Regions from separate parts of the Sus scrofa genome. Here region 1 is linked to region 2. A link is a contact called in public Hi-C data. All regions are on one chromosome and are shown on one strand. Each heading gives the region's core, a stretch centred on a gene start, on an enhancer-like site or on the middle of the called end of the contact. The rest is flanking DNA. Distances are from core to core; before and after follow the strand shown. Region 1 overlaps NEDD4L (E3 ubiquitin-protein ligase NEDD4-like). Region 2 overlaps NEDD4L (E3 ubiquitin-protein ligase NEDD4-like).

Evidence for each region. A called contact is a pair of places that touch in the nucleus more often than the background predicts.
Region 1: a Hi-C map of liver shows a contact between it and region 2, with 1.9 times the contacts expected there. The contact joins two enhancer-like sites. A contact is called at or near these places in 3 of 47 Hi-C or Micro-C datasets (liver and skeletal muscle).

Annotation. Positions count from the first base shown.
Region 1 is chr1:162,490,462-162,494,908 of Sscrofa11.1, forward strand. All of the region lies in intron 5 of NEDD4L (E3 ubiquitin-protein ligase NEDD4-like), which reads right to left. Among named protein-coding and RNA genes, the nearest start is that of MIR122, 160 kb to the left of the region's middle. Within about 2 kb of position 1,845, at least 20 of the 83 cell types and tissues checked have an H3K27ac peak or open chromatin away from gene starts, as enhancers often do. A contact at or near this core is called in liver and skeletal muscle, where this site is marked.
Region 2 is chr1:162,372,173-162,376,837 of Sscrofa11.1, forward strand. It overlaps NEDD4L (E3 ubiquitin-protein ligase NEDD4-like), which reads right to left. Exons shown (of 32, transcript XM_021073866.1): 29 at 4,102-4,209; 30 at 2,781-2,877; 31 at 2,045-2,117. Among named protein-coding and RNA genes, the nearest start is that of MIR122, 45 kb to the left of the region's middle. Within about 2 kb of position 2,874, at least 10 of the 83 cell types and tissues checked have an H3K27ac peak or open chromatin away from gene starts, as enhancers often do. A contact at or near this core is called in liver and skeletal muscle, where this site is marked.

The sequences.
Region 1 (4,447 bases), core at 595-3,094, 120 kb after region 2:
CACACACACACACACACACACATATATATACTGTAGAATCTCAAAATACAAAACACACTTATAGGCTATTTTCTCTCCCAAATTTTTATATATTTAAATTTCTGATATCTACCTTCATAGTTGTAAAAGGTTAAAAATAATAAAAGCCATAGGTTTGAATTACCCTTTTCATACCTACTGAGAAGCCAGCCAAAAACACAAATGGAACCAATGACCAAGCCAGCAACTAACATCTAGCAACTACCAACTGGAGGACAATGAACTGTCACAACTACAAGATCTACCCCGTGAACAAGAGGCTGGGTCAACAACCTTTCTTTCCCCTGCTCCCAGGCTACCCAAACCAACTGGACACGTCCAGAATATACAGCCCCAGCCATGCACCCTCACCCCCAGCAACTGAGCTCCTGAAACTCAGCCTAAAGCCTGTCTTTCTCTGCTGCCTCAAGGATCATGCTAGAATTACCATCTTCTATTTTATTTTAATATTTTTAGGGCCACACCCATGGCATATGGAAGCTCCCAGTCTAGGGTTCGAATTGGAGCTGTAGCCACTGGCCTACACCACAGCCACAGCAATGCCAGATCTAAGCCGGGTCTGCGGCCTATACCAGAGCTCACAGCAATGCTGGATCCTTAATCCACTGAGTGAGGCCAAGGATCGAACCTGTGCACTCATGGATATTAGTTGGGTTTGTTACTCCTGAGCTATGACAGGAACTCCCACCATCCTTTATTTGTTGCTTCTATTTTCACCAAAGCATTTCTTCTTTCCCCTTCTTAAATCTTCCTCCCCTCCCCCCAGGAAGGAACCCACATGATGCAGTGTTTAAATCCAAGCCCCCAGGGCAAAGTGGGTCCAGAGATGCCAAAGCTAACACGCTTCCCCGTCAACAGCCAAGTCACCTTTCTCCTCGTCCAGCATTCTTACCAAGACCTGCCATAAATTCCCCCTTATGACCTGGCTGCATGGCTGCCAAGCAGAAGGCCGAGGGTAGGACGGCCAGCCTGGAGCCTGGCACTAAGAAATAAATACTCTCCAGGGAAAAACCAATTCTCTCTACACAGAAATGTTTGATCAATAGCAGGGCATGGTCTACTCCAGCAAAGTGCCCTAGCACAATGGTATCAAAGTTCACAACTGTGCACGGCCAACGCATTCCGACAATTCTGCGGCCAGTGTCCGGCCAGATGCATGGTTCAAATCAAAGAGGTTCGCTGGTTACATGTGGGGCCTTCCTTAATCACTTAAGCCTAAAATCCTTCTCAAGCCATCTTAAGGAAGGAAAAAAAGGATTACTATACTTTTTCTAGCAAGTATTTTCTTAACAATAATAAAATCAATCACATTTGTACAGCACATCAGCACTGACAGAGCTTTTAAAGTTACCTCATTTATTCCTTCCAGAAACACTAACACACGCACTGTCACTTAACAAATAAGGAAGTGGGTTCAGAAAAGTGACATGACCAGGGGTCAGAGAAACTGTCAGTGGCAGAAAGAGGACCTTAAATCGAGTGCTTTGTTTATTTAAAACACTCCAGCAGGCTATTTTTAAAACTGCAAGCAAAACCTAAACATAAGGCCAGTATTCATTTATTTTTCCTTTTGCTACTGGACTTGAACAAGAGTCTAACAAAACATTAGCGTGAAAAAGTGTCAAAAGAGGCCAAAGACTTAAACTAACCAGTTGCTCCTGCTGGCATGAGGCCACATGGCCCCAAAGAGATGACAGACAGGCTGAGACTGGTCGCCGCCGACAGCAGCTGCCCACAGGTGATCTGAGCTCGGCCAGAGATGGGAGCCTCTGCTTTGTAAAGTGCCTGCTCTTGCCCGTTCCATCCTTCCCTAGATGGAGTGCCACCTCTGCCCCACGGTCTGGGCCAGGGAACAGGTGTGGGGTGTGGCCCTAGGCTGCTGAGGCTGCTGTGACAGAAAGGCCAGGGGGTCACGACTCAGGCGGCAAGGGGAGGACCTGATGCAGCTGCCAGACCGTGGTTTCCCTGGGGAGGAAGCTGCTCAGGGCCTCACACCTTCACACTCGGGATGTCTCCCTTGGGCTTTGTATCTTTACAAATCACTCAAGAAACATGGAATTCTTTGCATGCGACATTTTCTGGTCTGAGACAGGCATGTGTAGTGGTTAATCACATGACCTGGAGAAAAAGCCAACAAAGTACACAGGTGTGCTTTGTAACCAATGTTGTTTGTTGTGACTTTAAACGTAACAACAGATTTTGCTTTAGAGTTAAATTATATTTAACACGAATCAAATTACTATAGAACGAATCAAATTACTATAGAAACTCAACTGATTCCGCTTCCTGAGCACCTTCTCCCAAAAAACCCTGTACCAACTGCTATGGCTCCAAGAGCCTAGAGGACATAGTCAACGAAATTTTATTGGACCCTGAAATTCACTAGCATTTGGAAGGGGAAAAAATTAAGACTAACATCCTATACTGAACCGTTCTTTACCACCCACCTATAAACTAAATTTTAACAAATAACTGGATCTTGGTACAGGCCTAGGCTAAGAATGTTTCTCCTGCAACTTTTAAAAACATGATGGGTTTCCTTAAACTACACATCTTTTTCCCTTCAAGTTGAGTATTTCCATTCCTGATAGCAAGACACCCACTCTCCACTCCTCTGGGCTGTGGCAGTTGTTTCTCAGCTGTCTAAGCCAAGTGTATCCCTGAGGTATTTGGTCTGCCCATCCTGTGCACGCCTGCCCTCCTCCAGCTTCCGGGAAAACAGCTGTCTGAACACCGCGCTGCCCCACACCCTGCTGAGCTTACCTATCAGAGGTGGCTCTGATGAACAAGCAATGTTTAACTTCCCCACAACTCTGTTGCTTTTGGTGATCTGCTGCTAACAAACCACCCCAAAATGCAGGGGCTTAAAAACAACAACAGCCACTTAGATGGTGACTGGAGCTGGAACGTCCAGGCTTCACTCACCTATTGGGCTCTGTGCTGGCAGTGGTGGAAAGCAGGAACTTTTCTCTATGAAGCTACCTTGAGCTTCTTTACATGGCAGCAGATCTTGAAAGCACAAGTTCCCCTCAGGCGGGATGCGGACTCCATGTAGAACCAGCCCAGCACCACTGCCACGGCTTTCGCAGGGCCAGCTGGGATTCAAGGGGAAGGGAAATACTACCTCTTGATGGGGGAGGGATGAAAACATTTGCAGTCATCCTCCTCTGCCACACTGTCCTCCCGTGTTTACTCTGCAAAGGACATGCTGATACAATCTCGTAGGTCTTAGGGCCAGATCTGAACTCTTCACTGGTGGTCACACAGCCCTAGCATCTTGGTCTGAAATGGAGCACCTGGCAAGTTGCAGCTCCCCAAGTGGATCCGTACATTAGTCCAATTTGTTATGAGATCACAAACTCTACATACATCACCCAGCACCTAGCTATCAACAACCACATGGCGTCGTCAGCACAATGGACACAAGCCAGAAGTGTCCCCAAAATGGAAAACAAAAACAGCTTCCCCTTCTCTGGCAAACATTTCAAACGTGAAGATGGAATCTAAAGACATGCAGGGTGAAGCTCCCTGGTGGCCCAGTGGGTGAAGGGTCTGGTGTTATCGCTGCTGTGGTGTGGGTCACTGCTGTGACTTGGTTTTGATCCCTGGCCCTGGAACTTTCACATACTGTGGACTCAGCAGAAGAAAGGAAAGAAAGAAAGAAGAAAGAACAGACACGTAAGGCGATCTTAAGGTCCTGCCTGCACTGTTTTGACAATATCTCAGCAGAGGCAAAATACATGGCACAGAATTTTGAAAAGGAAACAAAAAGTGCCTTCCTATAATCTGTGAGAGGAACAACCAGAGGAAGGGACACATTATACATCTGAAAGGTGACATGAGACGCTAACCGTTGTTTTTCCTCTGGAAAATCACATGATTCGTATTTTTAAAAAGAGCAATTTTATTTTTCCAGGCTCCACAGAAGCTGAGGTAACTCAAGTTTTCTTATCTACTGAGGTGCCTCCATGTGATGTCAGAGAGGACATATTCTATGACGTACAAGATCTGAAAAAATAAAAATCAATTAAAAAAAAAAAAAAGATCTGGGGCCAACTCACCCGAGATCACTAATCCCTTTCACTTACCATACTCTAGCATGGCCATGGTCCCTCTTAGTTCCTCCAAAGCACCCAACTCTTTTCCCCACACACCCAACTCTGTGTGCACAGGTGCAGGGTTCCTTCTGCCTGGACTCCCTTCCTCCCACACAGCTCACACGTCACATATCAGGCCTTGGTTCACAGTCAGCTCTTAAGAGGGCTTCCTCCTCCTCAAGAAGATCTCCCTATTACTGTCTTTGTCCCAGCATCCTATTTACCTCCTTTGACATACTTATGAAAACACTCAATTGTTTTATTAGTTGTCTTTTTACTATTCACATTAACGACAGTAGCCAGAGTCTAAA
Region 2 (4,665 bases), core at 1,624-4,123:
GTACTTCATATTTCCATAAAACAGGGAAGAAATTAAACATACATATGGCTAGATTTTATTTAGCCACATATATGGCTGTTGCTGTGACGAAGCCAGCAAAGCTCCTGTTTTCTGCGTTACAGTCGGACCCAGGCTGGATGGAAGGAAAGCCACGCAGCAGAAATAACAGTGAATTGCAGCCTGCCAGCTGGTGTCACCTGGGTAGAAATACGCTCGCCTCTTCCAGTGGGGAAGGCACCATTAGGAAAATTCTCTGGTGGCTGTAATTCTGTGACATACATGGAAGAAGACAGGCTTTGGTCAGAGCCTGTGGGAGTGCTTTCCTCCAATGTCCTTCCTGAGGAAGAGCAGTGATTTCAAACCCCAGCAGACCTCACCAATCACCTGGGGAGCCCTGTAAACCCCACAGCCCAGGTCACACACCACACCAACTAGGTCAAAATCTTTGGAAGTGGGGCTCCGGTAACGGAATTTTTTTTTTTTTTTTTTTTTTTTTTTTTTTTAATGCTTTGTAGGTGGTTCTAACGTGTAGGTGGTTCCAACGTGCAGCCAAGATTGAGAACTTTTGAATTCAGGGTCTTATCTGGGCAGCACCATATGTTCGTGCTGGCTCAGCATGTGGACCCTGAAAAGAAGAAGCATTCCACAGCAAGATGTCTGTATAGAGGGTCACAGAGGGACGTGGGATGAATACTCAGTTACTTGGTTCATGTAGAAAAATCTGGAAAGTGAATCCTATCACCAAGGCAACAGCTTGACCGCAGTGGTCAGGGTGACCGCAGAGTCTAATCCTAGCAGACCTGAGTTCAAATCCTGTGATTTGGGTCTGTGAGCCACGTGCTCATGAGCAAGTCTCTCCCAGGAGCCCACAGGAATGCCGCTGCTAAGGTCAAGGGCCTGACCCACAGTGGATGCAGCTCTTAATCCTTTTTCTTATCACCAGACTGGGAGTCTGGGAGCTCCGAACCCATCCCGACAGCCCTAGGACTCGTCTCAGTTTCAGTGTGACTACCTTTCATATGAAGGCTCCAGAACCCAGAAAGCTACACTGGACTCTGAAACTGTTTGGAGCAAGAGCTCTAAATGGCCAAGACATCCTCCCTGAGAATCAAGGACAGACTGCCTGATGATCGGCCAGCATTAGCTGGAGTCACCTGTTCTCTGGTGCTGACGGCAGTGACCACATCCACGTCATTCAGAGTCATGTGAATGGTCCAGACAGGGGAAAAAACGTGCTTTCCGGTGAGGTGAGGCAATCAAACAGAAGCACAACACCTCTCCAGGCCTGTTTTCTACAAATGCCCTTTGGGGAGCCCTCTCTTCTGGCTGCGCTGGCCTGTTGTGGGCAGGGAGGCCACTGTGTGGTCAGAATGTGTCCCACAGGCCCCTGCCACCTGCCTCCTAAGAGCAGGAGAGCAAAGCCTGAGGGGGAAACCAGCCTGAGGGACACAGCACCCTGAATGGCAGGAGCTCCTGAGGTCCCCTCTGTGCTGGGTTTCACAGAACTCTCCCTCTACCCCGCAGCCTGGAGAACTCCTCAGCGCAGCTGTGCCAGCGCGTCTCCCTGGGCAGGGGTCCTTGGTCAGACCTGACACTCCTCGGGCCAATGACGCTACCAAATCCCACTGACTGATGGCTTCTGGCTGGCCATGGAAGGCCTTTAACCAACGTGGCTACAGGGAATTTATCCATAGCTCTGGACCAATTTAAGGTGGGAGGAAAAACCCAGTCTGTTGAGAGGCTGGGAGCTGTCATATCCACATGCGGATACACAGGGAAATTTCTGCTTCCCAGAATAACTGCGGAAGGATGGAGTTTGGGAGAGGAACTCCCCGCAGGAAGCAGGAAGGGTGGGTTTAAGCCTTCACATCTCCAACAGGACCCCCTTCAAATTTTGGTTTAATTTCATCAGCATCACTGACATTTCATACTCAAAATTCTGAATGGGCAGGGAACACAGCATTCTAGCCTCTAGCCCGGCAGTATACTCGCTAAATGTTTAAAATACTATTTGTTGACAACCAGGTGGTTTTCCGTCACTCACCATGTGTGAGCTCTGGGCAGTTTCTCAGGACTTCCCCATTGCTCTATTGTAAACAGCTGAGGACCATTGGAACCTAGATGAAAGAACAAAGAAAAATAGACGCTTAGAGGGCTCAAGGCAGAGGAACATGGTGAAGGAGGGGATAAAGGAAAGGGAGGGGCGGGGGGCCCGAGACCCCCTCTGAGGCTGTTTAACAACGGGGCAAGCAAGGGGTCTGCACAACCTCATGACACAGACTCTGTGCCACTGTCAGACTGGAATCGCGCCAAGCTGAACACAACAGACGTGACAACATATGGACATGCGGACATCTACAGCCTTTCAGTCCAACCCGTGAAGTTTAAATTTCGAACTACTTCTGGGGGGAAAAAAATGAAACATGACCTTGAATATGCCTCATGGAGGGAAGGAGTGCCTTAAATATTCTGTTTACAAACACAGGAATGATTCTGCAAAATCCGGTTGTTTGTGAAGATATACCAAAAAACAAAACTCCCCCCCCCACCAAAAAAAAGAAAAGACCAATGTTAGGACTCTCTGCATGAAAACAAAAAAGACCCCCTCCCCTGCCCCTTCATGTAAAGGGAACTACACACACAGCTGAGAGGAGGGCACATTGCCCCATCTCTTCAGGGTCCGTGCAAAGTCCACTTGTCTAGGGGCCTGGAGGCACTCTTCTCGGGCTGCAGCTGATGCCTGGCTAGAGGAGAACAAAATCTAAAGGTGTCCTGCTCACCATAAAGCTCGGCAAATCCATTCATAGGTACTCGGGACGTCCCGGTGACGAACTGCAGTAACCGGATCCGCTTCTCGGCGTCCATCAGCAGCACAGCCTATGAACGGAGGCAGAAGGTCAGGTGAGCCCATGTGACACATGGCCCGTGCTGCTGTGATGCAGACAGGCAAAACAACCTCACTACCCTGCAGCCGAAGATCTAGACCATTGACCCTAAAAGCGGTTTCCTACGGTCACCACAGTACTGGCCTCTGTGATCTCAGAGAGCGAGAGATCACAAGGTCTCTTTCTTCTTCTGCCAACTGGTCAAAAGAAGTGGTGTTCAAAGCAAACTCACTAATGGCCCTGAGCTCAGGTTTCTGTATGAGGCTTGCCAGTGGCCCCCGGCCAACTATAAACATAGACAGTTTGAGAAGTGTTGACCCAGGGGGAACCCAGGTTATGTGGTGGGATTGCTGACTATAGACAAATTCTCTAAAGATAACATTTTATAAAAAGAAAGAAAAACAGAGGCCAGGGTAGCCTCTGAAATAATCTGTGTATCTTATGTATCTGAATTATTCTAAGAATCGAGTTGCCTTCACTGGTAAAGCCCCTTGAATTGAAATAAAAAATATTCAAACTTAAAGCTGAGCGAGACTTGGATGAGGATTTGGGGATTTGAAGGTTCTGTTTTTCTTTTCTCTATGTTTCGCTATTGGCACCTGAAGTATTATTAGTAACACAAATAAATAATCAGCTTTTCTTCCCTGTGACTATTCTTTCCTCAGTTTACCATCTCTCCCTTGGACCCACCCCCACTTTCTCTGTCACTTCTCTCCTAAGCTGAACAGGATGCAAACACTGGCCTTCAGAGAGCACAGCAGATTTTATCTGTATCTTTGATTGAAAGATGTAAAGATCATAATGTTTGTTGAAATTAACCAGGGGGAAAAAAAAAAAATCTGGGAAAAGGGTTTTTTAATCCAAAGTGGCATCTTAGAAAAGTCAGTCCCAAAGCATGTTTTTGCCCTGAGAAATCTCCCATTCTTGGTTACACTTTGGAGGATTAGTTCCAATTCTTGAATCTCGCTTTTCAGAATCATCCTCCTGAATGATATCCTCAAACAAAAGCATGTTAATCAGGTGGCTGCTTCAAGACTGCTGTCTACCACAGTTACAGAAGAGCAGCAGGATGGGCTGCTTTGGATTCAGCCGGCTCTTCTCTCCCAGCAGGCCAGGTGCCAGCAGCGCCCCGACTTCCAGCAGCAGGACCGTGGGAAGCAGCACAGGGCCCCCTACCCGACCCAGGAGGAGCAGCAGGGACCGGTCCTGGCCTTACCTTCCAGAACCACTGAATCACAGGGTGGTTTGGGCAGTAGCCATTCTTGTAAATAGAATGTTGTCGCCAGTCGTTCACATCCACATCACCAAGGCCGCACATCAGCAACTGGGAGGGAGATGGACCAGAGTTAAAGGGGGCACTCCTCGAAAGCCAAAGAAACACACGCAGAGATAAGGCCCTTCCTCAAGGACAGAGCCACGGTGTGTGCCAAGCAAGACAGGCCAGTGATGCACAGATACAAACGAAGGGAGGGACATGTGTTCCAAAGCCTCCCTGCTGCAGATCAGACAGCAGCGGTAACAGGGGCCCGGTCTAAAACCTGTATGGCTACCCATCTCCCACGGGAAGTTCCAAGGCCAGATCGCCTTCCCTGCCCGCTAATCTCAGCACCTCGCTCAGGGATCTTCTCACACTGCATTTACATCTGCTCATTATTTTGGCTGTTTCCCCTTCTGAGAGGTTACTTGTCTCAAGATGTGAAACCACCTCCCCACTCACAAAAGAACTCGAGTTTTATGACAGTAAGAACGCATCTCCCCCAGATCCATCGACCCAGGTGAG